Linked DNA regions of Zea mays: regions 1 and 3 are each linked to region 2. Evidence: chromatin contacts called from public Hi-C data. All regions are on one chromosome and are shown on one strand. Each heading gives the region's core, a stretch centred on a gene start, on an enhancer-like site or on the middle of the called end of the contact. The rest is flanking DNA. Distances are from core to core; before and after follow the strand shown.

Region 1 (3,138 bases), core at 518-3,017, 220 kb after region 2:
CCTTCCATTTTGCAGTAATCTGGACCCTTTTTTGCACAGTTTACTCCGCGAGCATGACACGCTGGCACTCGCCGCGGAGGGTGATTCCTAGGGAATTCTAGAATCCAGATCTCTAGAATCTAGATTTTGGATAATAAAATCTTTGCCTGTATGAGTCACTTCATCTCTACTTTAAAGGTAGAGTATATGAGTACAAATTGAATGTAGTAAATGATCTTGTACTGGTCCCGCATTTCATCGCCACCATCCTCCTGATACACAACATGATTAGCATCACTTACGTACTAACATGACAGTAGAATTCCAAGTGTTTACCTGCATGTCAGAAGTCCACAAGGTGAGGTTGTCACGAAGAAGCTGCATGATGAGGGTGCTATCCTTGTACGACTCTTCCCCAAGACCATCCAACTCTGAAATAGCTTCGTCGAATGCCTGGAACCAAAGCCCTCAAATCATAAAGGGTTAATTGGGTATGTGCCATTATAATTTTCTATATATTTGATATGTGCCACTAAACTTTTTAAGCTTGCAAATGCCATTAAACTTTTAATCAAATCTAAAATAAACCATTATCTGCGGTTTAGTTCCAAACAGACCCACCACTATACATGTATTTTTCGTATTTCCCTTTGTATCATTGCCCGAACACAATTGTTATTTTGCTGTTACGAAGGCATCACGTCTCTTTGGGTCTCACCAGTTACGAACACGATTACTGTTACAAATGCATCACATCTTCTTCAACATGATTGTTGTTTTGCTGTTACCCAGTCGTCAGAGCCTTGCTGGTGAACAACGCCTAGTGAAATCTTGTGAAGAAACAGTCCAACAGAGTAACATGCTACCATCTGAGCAGAACTAGGTACCAAAATTGCAACACACATGTACAAATCATGAACTGTCAACAATAGAATAACCAATTGTGACCATAGCAAAAAATCTTCTGTTTCTGAATAAAAATAGCAAAACCGGTGTCGTGTTCGTAAAAGCAAGGGCAAGGGTAGAAAGAGAAATACGAAAATATACTGGTGGGTGGGTCTGTTTGAGACTAAACTGTTGACAATGGTTTATTTCAGACTTAATTAAAAGTTTAATGGCACTTTTGCAAGCTTAAGAAGTTTAGTGGCATATATCAAAACATAGAAAATTATAATGGCACAGACACAATTAACCCAATCATAAAACAGCATGTCATCCCTCAAGTCACCAGGAGAAGGGGAACATGCTTGACCAGCGAGCAGGCACGGTCTGGCGAGTTGAGGATCTCGTAGTAGAAGACGAAGAAGTTGAGGGCGAGGCCGAGCCTGAAGGGATGCGTGGGCGGCAGCTCCTTGACGGCGATGTCCTTTATACGTACGTATTAATAATTAAGATAAGACAAGTCTCGTTTAGCGAGAGGAGAGAGACAATCCATGACTGCCTGCCGAACTGCTACCTGTGCAGCCTGGTAGGCGGCGAGCGTGGAGTCCGCGGCGTCCTTGCGCTTGGCGCCGGTCTTGAACTCAGCGAGGTAGCGGTGGTAGTCCCCCTTCATCTTGAGGTAGAAGACCCTGGCGTCCACGGTCGCCGCCGCCGGCACGAGGCGCTCGTCGAGGAGGCGTAGGATCCCCGCGCAGATCCCGGAGAGCTCGGCCTCGACGCGCGCGCGGCACCCCTAGCGACGGCGGGGAGCGAGGACCATGACGACCTGCAGCGCTGGGGCGAAAGGAGGCGACGAGACGTAGTACCGACCAGAAGGATGCGTCCAAGGCAAGACTGTGTCGTCATGATATAGCCGTTGATTAGAAATCCGACGTCTAGAAATATTTGAGCCGACGTGGACAACGTTATAGACGTCGTTTCCGTCCGGCTTTAAAGATAAGGAAATTTGCTCTCGCGCTTGTGTGTGAGACACTGTCAGCCGGGGATCGCTGCTGGCTCTGGCTTGCTGAGGAGCGGCGGACCTCGTGGGGCCACTCGTTCAGGACCAATGTGTCTAGAGATGGCAATGGGTAAAAACCGCTGGGTATTACTTGCCCAAACTCATACCCACGAAGAAAAAATACGCCCGCTAAAAAACCCATACCCATGACAGGTATAAAATTTTGCCCAAACCCATACCCATGCGGGTTTCGGGTACCCAACGGGTTTCCCATACCCACTAACATCAACATAAAAAATAATTCAGCATGTAAATGACAATCAATACATTAATAAGCTAGCATAAAAGGAACAAATGATAACTAATTTTAGCCTAAAATTTATTACATGAAGTTTATTTCAATTAGAACATATTCAATTAATAATATTTTGAGACATATTTATAAGGAATGTTGATTTTAAGGCGGGTTTTAAAAACCCATGTGTTTGCGGGTATGGGTAGTGGAAGAACAAATCCATGCCCACGTACCCGTTGGGTTTCCATTTGAACCCATTAACAAACCCATGGATAGAGAAATTGACCCAAACCCATACCCTAAGGGCCAGTTTGGAAGTCCAAAACCCGGAGGGGATTCAAGGGGCTAAAATTCCCTTCTTATTCAAAATTGAATAAGGAGAAGATTTTAGCCCCTCCAATTCCCTTCGGGTTTGAGGCTCCCAAACTAGCCCTAATAGAGCAAAAATCCACCGGGTTTCGGGTAGCGGGTACCTATTGCCATCTCTAAATGTGTCTTTTCCTAGTCGTTAGCACGGGCTGGGCTTTCGTGGGCCGGGAGTGGGCGACGAACGATGGCTGGCTGGCCGTCCGTGATTGTTTTGGAACGGGCAGCGTGTTTGGTTGGTGCCTGTGCTGTGCCGCCGTTCGTCTCTGGGTAGCGTAGCGACGGCGCCACGGCGGCTTCCGGCTCGTGCGCGCGCGCGCGTGTCCGGGCGAGAAGAGCTGCCAAGGGATGGAGGCGCTGAGGAAGCAGGCGAGCAAGTTCAAGGAGCAGGTCGCCAAGCAGCAGCAGGTTCCTCCGGATCCCGCTCTCTGACATCTGATATTCTTCGTCCCGCGCATCTCGGTTCTGTACAAAATGTGCATGATTTGGGCGGTGTTTGGTTGCTCAATGTCACGCGAGGCTGCCGCCGGGATGTGCCTGAGAGATTGCTTTCCCGGTTTAGGGGGTCTCGGGGTTGTCATGTAGCTGGATCTCAGGGTTCCAACGCGAATTTGCA
Region 2 (3,189 bases), core at 79-2,578:
ACGGTCGACGGTGAGGCAGTGAATAGCAGGCGGAGCACGGCGTGGAGCGACGGAGAGGCCGAGAGGCGAGAGGGACTGAGAGAGCGGACAACGGATGAGTGGAGAGTGTCGAGTGGAGAGGGAGGCCGGGCTTATGCCCCGCTCCCCGTTACTGGGCCGGTCCTTATTTTCTCCTTCATGCAGCGTTTTTCTCTAAATTATCCTACTATACCTCACTGCAACCATAAAATATCATTTGTAACTCTATTCATCATTTATTACCAAATTTTTCTCAACTAGGGAGGTGTTTGTTTGGAATTATAATATGATCAGATTATATAATCCAACAAAATTTGAACTAACACTTAGTTCTAACGAACACTTGCGTGCACGGATAGCGAGGCAAGGGGGCATCTAGCGGGCTTGCTCCACTTGTATTATTGTGCTTAGATTGTCTCCAACGGATAGTGTAAAATTGGGGCTACTGGATTGTAGATGATATTGTTTTTAGAGTGAATTTTTTTTTAAAAAAAATATGATAGAGGATGAGTCATGAGATATGGAATCTGACGAAGGTAAAAGTAGAGGAGCAACTAGTGTGTGTCGTTGCAGAGCTTAGGGCTTCTTGTAGCCGCTACAGCACCGCATCGGGAGGGGATGCGACAAGCATCTAGTGACCCTACCTATTGTCGTCAGATTGTACGTAAGTGCGGCGAGCAGAGGCGATGCATGTTTGGATCTTTTGTGCGGCGGATGCACCGGTGTGGCTCGGAGCAGAAGCGATGCATCATACTCGGTCGGTTGCACGAGGAGACAGAATTTCAAATATGTTTGACCTAGTGAGATTGAGACGCTGGTATAGCAGCTCGAGGACACGAGGCACTTGTGAAACTGTATGTCGAGCCCGGTATACACCGGATCGGATCGTGCCCGTACTTCTATCGGTCTAGTATTTTCTGGCCAACTACGTATACTATACTCCTCCGCCTTCGGTCCTTTCTCCTCGTCCTCCACTCCTCTCTTCTGAGGTCGACGGCGGCGGATGGATGGGGCACGGGCGCCGCGGCAAACAAGCGTGAGGCAGCCACACAACACTACCAGCTAGTTCATCGCCACCACGCGCCGACTAACTGCCGTGTGGCGCCCACTCGGCACAGGCCGAGCCTCTTCTGACGCCACTGCTTCGATCGACGATCGGCCAGGAAAGCCTCCCGTGCGCTCTACCAATCGGAAATCGCCACATTTGCCATGAGCCTGCCCGCTGCCGCTCCCGGGAATCCGTCCAGGTGCGATGAATCCAGCCTCCCGCGCCCGACCTATATGTAAACCACCCGCCCGCTTCCACCTTACGCCACAGGAAGGGGAAAAAAAACGCAGGTGCCCAAAACACGTTCGCCCCAGAGAATTGAAAACTTACCACTGCGAATTCAATTCGAAAGCCTCAGACCCAGAGAGCTTCCCATGGCATCCGCTACCACCTCCATCTCGTCGCACCCTGCCGCCCTCCGCGACGTCAAAGGTGAGAGAGAGGTTTTCTATATCCTCCATTCTACCATACCGGCTTTTAATTTCTGTATAGGTTTTAATTGCGGAGAAACATTTGCTCGGATCCGACGGTTTAGCCAGTGAAATGCGGCGGCTTCGCGACAGAATTCACCCGCATTCGAAAGCAAGCCACGGCCTTGCAACCGGACCGGCCTAACGCTTCTCTCTCTCCCCTTTTTTTGGCCGCGCAGCTGCGAGGATTGGTGGCGCGCTGAGGCAGGTGGGCGTGGCGGCGCGTGGCCAGCGCGCTCGGGCGGTGCCCCCGCTGCGCGCGGCGGAGCCTGCGAGGCGGCCGGTGGCGGCCTCCGCGGCCGCGGCGCCGCCGGCCGCGCCCGTGGCCGACGAGGCGGCGGTGGACTACGAGGCCCTGGCGCGCGAGCTTGAGGGCGCGTCGCCGCTGGAGATCATGGATCGGGCGCTGGCCATGTTCGGCTCCGAAATCGCCATCGCCTTCAGGTGAGCAGCACGACGTCCTCTCTCTCGTGCCATCCACTCGTGAGTCGTGACGGGTTCGGGTCCTCGCTGCTTCCCCCGCGTGCCCGTTAGCCTGTATCACCGCTGGTGCTTGTGGAGGAATGGGGGTTTTTGGCGCGGCGACCTGCATCCGGTATCCTCGCGGCATCTTCCGAAATCCGAACGTGTGGCCGTAGAGATTCCTAGCATCCTAGACCATCTCGCTGGCCACTGCGGTGTGGGTCCCACATGTGTGCCTCAGAAACGGCATAGGACTATTATTATAGCTAACGCTAGTGTTCGATTGTTTATGGTACTCGATCAGATGCTGTAATCCAATCAGGTTTAATGGATGTTTGGTTTCTAGTGACTAATTTTTAGTCCTTTTATTTTATACCATTTTAGTCTTTAAATTAGAAAAATATGAAAACAAAATTATTTGAACTAAAATAGAATAAAAAGGACTGACTAAAAATTAGTCTTTATAAACTAAACATCTAATTAGCTAGGCTCCCTTTGATGCATATGCTAACGTAGCCAAGCTTGAGGTGTCTAGGTTCATTGAACCTGGTGTACGAGTTTGTGTTTCGACTTTCGACCAGACACCAGAGCATGGCCCCACCACCCACGCGCAACCGAACAACCATGTTCGTTTTGTTTGACTATGGCCGGTTTGGCACGATTCCGGCTTTTTTAAAAATGACTTCGATCTAGCTTTTCTTTAAGAATAGGTCCCGATTCAGTGTTCTTTTAACAAATCGTCTGTCAAAACGTCTACTCTTGTTGTGAGAGAAGAGTGAGAGAAAGAGCCGCTAGGAGACAAATTTTTTTGGCTTCGTTTTCGTCTGCTTTCTATAAAAATGGCTACAGCTTCTTGTTACTCTTTAAAGGAAGCTATTCTTTTTAGACCATTTAGAAGGGCTACTCAAGAGCCGGAGCTAGTTTGGAGCCCTCTCAAACAGGCCCGTCCGAATCCAAACCAAGTTTTTAGTGCAGCTGTAAGAGCAGACGACAAAGCAAAATACGCTGGACTCGTCGTTATTAATCACTGTAGTAGGAGTAGGATGCTACGTATGAATCGGTTTGGATAGGGACAGACTCACTACGATGACATGAGAAGACGGGCAAACTTCTAGCTTAACTGACGTCGTCAACCCCCTCTCGTCTCGTGCGTGCAGCGGCGCGGAGGACGTGGCGCTGATCGAGTACGCG
Region 3 (3,367 bases), core at 142-2,641, 190 kb before region 2:
TAATCAGGCAGCTGTCCCATTCAATAACCACGATCAATACTCAACAGCTCCCTACCAAACAAAATGGCAACTCCAAGAAACATGGCAAATGAGTATGGGTTTGGGGCTCTTACCTCCTCTGGATCCACAGGCTCCGCAAACACTCCATATGTATCCTTCCTGCGGAATAGAACAGTGGCAAAAGGGAAGAAATCGCGCTCATTAAAACTTGATGCAACAAATACCATCTTGCGTTTCCGACAAAGATGTGTGAAACACGCACTTTTGAAGTTTCTCGAGAATCATCTCCAGCGCCTTCCGGTCCGGCAGTGGCGTCGTCCTCGCTGTCCCTGAATCCACCAAGCGGGAAAAAACAAATAAGATTTCCACGAAGAAAGGCGCTCAAAAATCAATCATCGAACAAGCAGAGGCCGAGCAAGCGGAAAGCAAATCGGACCTGGCACCGAAGACCGCTTCGTCCGCGGCGCGCTCGCGGGGTCGCTCCTACCACCAGCAACAACCTGGAAGAAGCGCAGATCTAGCGTTAGCGAGCAGCTGCGCGGTGAAGCAAAGGCAAGGCTGGCGGCTTATCAGGGGGGCATGGCCCACCTCGCGATGGCGAGATCTGTCGGCGCGCGGCTCGATCCGGCGCTTCTTGGGCGGCTTGACCTGCTCCTCGTCGCCGCTTCCGTCCCCGGCCAGGTCATCAGCCCCGTCGGAGCCGTCAGAGTACTGTGGGGGGAGTGGGGCCCGGCGGTGATTCTGGTCCGGGGGCAGCTGAGAGAGCTTGACGACGAGCTTGAGCTTGCGCCGGCGCCGGTCGGAGACCGAGGAGCCGGCGGCGCCACCGTCGCATCCGGAGTCGGAGCTGGACGGCTCCGGCGACAGCCCCCGCTGGCGGGGGCGAGAGGGTGAGGAGGACGGCGAGGAGGGGAAGGGGAAGAAGTCGTCGACGAGCGGGCGGGAGGAGGGGGCGGCGGCGCGGCGCGGGCGGAGCGAGCGGCGGGGCGGCGGCGACGGCGAGCGGCCGCCGCCGCCGCGGTGGTGGTGGTGGAGCAGCAGCATCTGGGACGAGGCGGCGGCGGCCCTCCGGCGCGCGGGCTGGTGCTGGTTCTGGCGCCTCTCCGGCGATGGGGATGGCGACGGCGATGGTGACGGCGACCGCGGCATGGCTGCCTGCCTGCTGCCGTCCGCGTCTTGGCCTCCTTGGGGTTTGGTTCGCCTGCCTTCTCTCTCTCTCTCTTGCTCGCCTTTTTTTTTTTGTTTGTTTAGCAATTCTATCGCTTGCGTCTCTGCGTGTGCATCTCCCCTCCCTCTCTCTCTCTTCCCTAGCTTCCACACACTCTCTCTTCCTATCCCTATCTCTTCTCTCTCCTAGCGACTTGCACCAACCACTACGGCTATCAGTCTACTTTTGCTGCTCTCTTTCTCTCTCCTCCGGGAGGACGATGAGCTTGGTCCATGGAAGGGTGAGATTATTGCCGACTGCTGCTGGTACATCAGAATTGAATTAGCGTATAACTTCTGCCAGAGCTTTGTCGACGGAGTACTGATAAACATCTTAAAGAGCAAAAGGTTTTGATAAAAAAAATACATAAATACACTAGCTACACAATGTACGTGCTATTAAATGATTAGATACATTTTGAGATTTGTACACGTTTCTTGTGCTTCAGCGTTCCACACAAACCACTCAGGTTTTGAGCTTGCAATGTTCTCTTAATCTTAGAACCACTCTCAGGTTTCATGTTGGAATGATTGTTCTTTTTCCATGTTAATCTAGATTGTTGCTTCCCTTGGTCAAACTTAAGGATGCGCTTTGACATCCAGGTATTCATTGTCTTGGTAAAAAAATTTCCCTAATTCAAGAGTGCCTATAATTAAATAACCAAATGTAGAATTTGCACAGCACGTTAACTATAGAAGACCAGCACGCGGGTGGCATCCTCTCTACGCATAACACTTCTTTTCGCTACGTATGAATTTCAACAAACACCAGGCTACACTTTGGTTGCTTCCCTGTACTGTTTGAGTGGTTATAGATAAAAAAAACAAAAAGGAGCGCGTATTTGAGTCTTTCCCGTTTGCCGCCAAAGAGCCTCCGGGACAGTAGACAGATCTAGGGTTCGGTGCACTGGTGCATGCGCCAGGTCCACGTAGCGGCCAGCCAGACCGCGTCGCTTTCATATTTTTTTTCTCTCTCTCCTCCAATTTTTCTCCGCTCGGCTTTCGATCTGCTCTGACAGCACGACAATTTCTGGTCCTTTTCATATTCGATATATATATATATTAAAAATACATGCTCGTCTTTGCCGGGGTCCAGCTCCTCCTTTCCCACATGGCCTGCTAGGGGCACACGCTTTGCTTTACACCAGGAAATTTCGCATGGCCTCCTCGCGCTTTCTATTGCCGCTGCGCCTCTAATCTTTTGTTGACTAGCGAGCGAGCACATGGTGTCGGTATTCAATGCCTGAGCGCAAAAGCCGCGGCAAATCTATTGTTTAAGCCAAATATTCTGATGAGTAAACCAGAGTGTGGGTGGGTGTCTTTGAGTGGAGCGAGAAGAATTGTCAAATATTCTGAGTAAACAGTGACAAGTGGCGTGCAATTTGGGGTGGCCTTGGAACGAAACTCTAAATTGACCCTGAATTAAGTGTGAAATTTGCAAAACATCCTCCATTGTTTGTTTCTTCTTACACTTTCGATAGCCTCATTCACATTTTTCTAATCTGATTCGAAGACTAAATTAATTCATGTACATACGTACACAGTACGCATAAGATGTATTAGCATGGTGTGAAATTGGAGTTGTTTATCTAATGGACTGATTATCGTGCTGCACGAAACCACCCAGCGTCCCGACTAGTGCTGAGAATATGAGTCGGGGTTTTCGGGCCAGCACGAGCACGGCCGAAAATAAGAGCCCAAAGCATGACACAGCACGAAATAATATGGGTCGGGCCCCCGCACGGCACGCATAGATGGGCCGGGCTTGGGCCGGCACGGCCCAATTAAGCCCAATTTATTTAATTTCTTTAATTTAGTAAAATATTGACTTTATATTGTTGTTATATTTAGAGTTTATGTGGTCAAATGATGCTAAAATTGTTTAATATCTTTAATTTAGTAAGCTATGAACTTTATATAGTTGTAATATTTTGATTTTATGTGGTCAAATATACGGGCCGGGCTTGCGTCGGTACGGTCCAACGAAGGCACAACGTGGTTTAGGGCCAGGCCAGACCACTGTTTTTACACTTCGGGCTGGCACGATACGACCTAAAAGTTTTTTGGGCTTTACTGTCCCGAACCCGTTTGGCACAAAGCACGATGGGCTTGCCCAGCCCAGCTCAATTCCCAGCACTAGTCCCGACGAAAGGCTCGGAGA

The links. A called contact is a pair of places that touch in the nucleus more often than the background predicts.
Region 1: a contact with region 2 is called in a Hi-C map of ear, with 2.7 times the contacts expected there. The contact joins the promoter of LOC103649247 here to the promoter of LOC103647705 in region 2. A contact is called at or near these places in 2 of 25 Hi-C or Micro-C datasets (ear and tassel).
Region 3: a Hi-C map of endosperm shows a contact between it and region 2, with 3 times the contacts expected there. The contact joins the promoter of LOC103649249 here to the promoter of LOC103647705 in region 2. A contact is called at or near these places in 3 of 25 Hi-C or Micro-C datasets (bundle sheath, endosperm and leaf).

What each region holds. Positions count from the first base shown.
Region 1 is chr2:208,963,067-208,966,204 of Zm-B73-REFERENCE-NAM-5.0, reverse strand. It overlaps LOC103649247 (14-3-3-like protein GF14-A), which reads right to left and starts at 1,767. Exons shown (of 5, transcript XM_008673560.1): 1 at 1,732-1,767; 2 at 1,436-1,654; 3 at 1,223-1,345; 4 at 316-432; 5 at 156-251. The coding sequence starts at 1,767. The coding sequence ends at 156. It overlaps LOC100284220 (clathrin binding protein), which reads left to right and starts at 2,670. Exons shown (of 10, transcript NM_001157115.1): 1 at 2,670-2,930. The coding sequence starts at 2,871.
Region 2 is chr2:209,183,704-209,186,892 of Zm-B73-REFERENCE-NAM-5.0, reverse strand. LOC103647705 reads left to right here and starts at 1,328. Exons shown (of 4, transcript NM_001112335.2): 1 at 1,328-1,498; 2 at 1,716-1,980; 3 at 3,156-3,189. The coding sequence starts at 1,441.
Region 3 is chr2:209,371,138-209,374,504 of Zm-B73-REFERENCE-NAM-5.0, reverse strand. LOC103649249 reads right to left here and starts at 1,391. Exons shown (of 9, transcript XM_020548573.3): 1 at 589-1,391; 2 at 437-500; 3 at 263-329; 4 at 114-159; 5 at 1-11. The coding sequence starts at 1,149.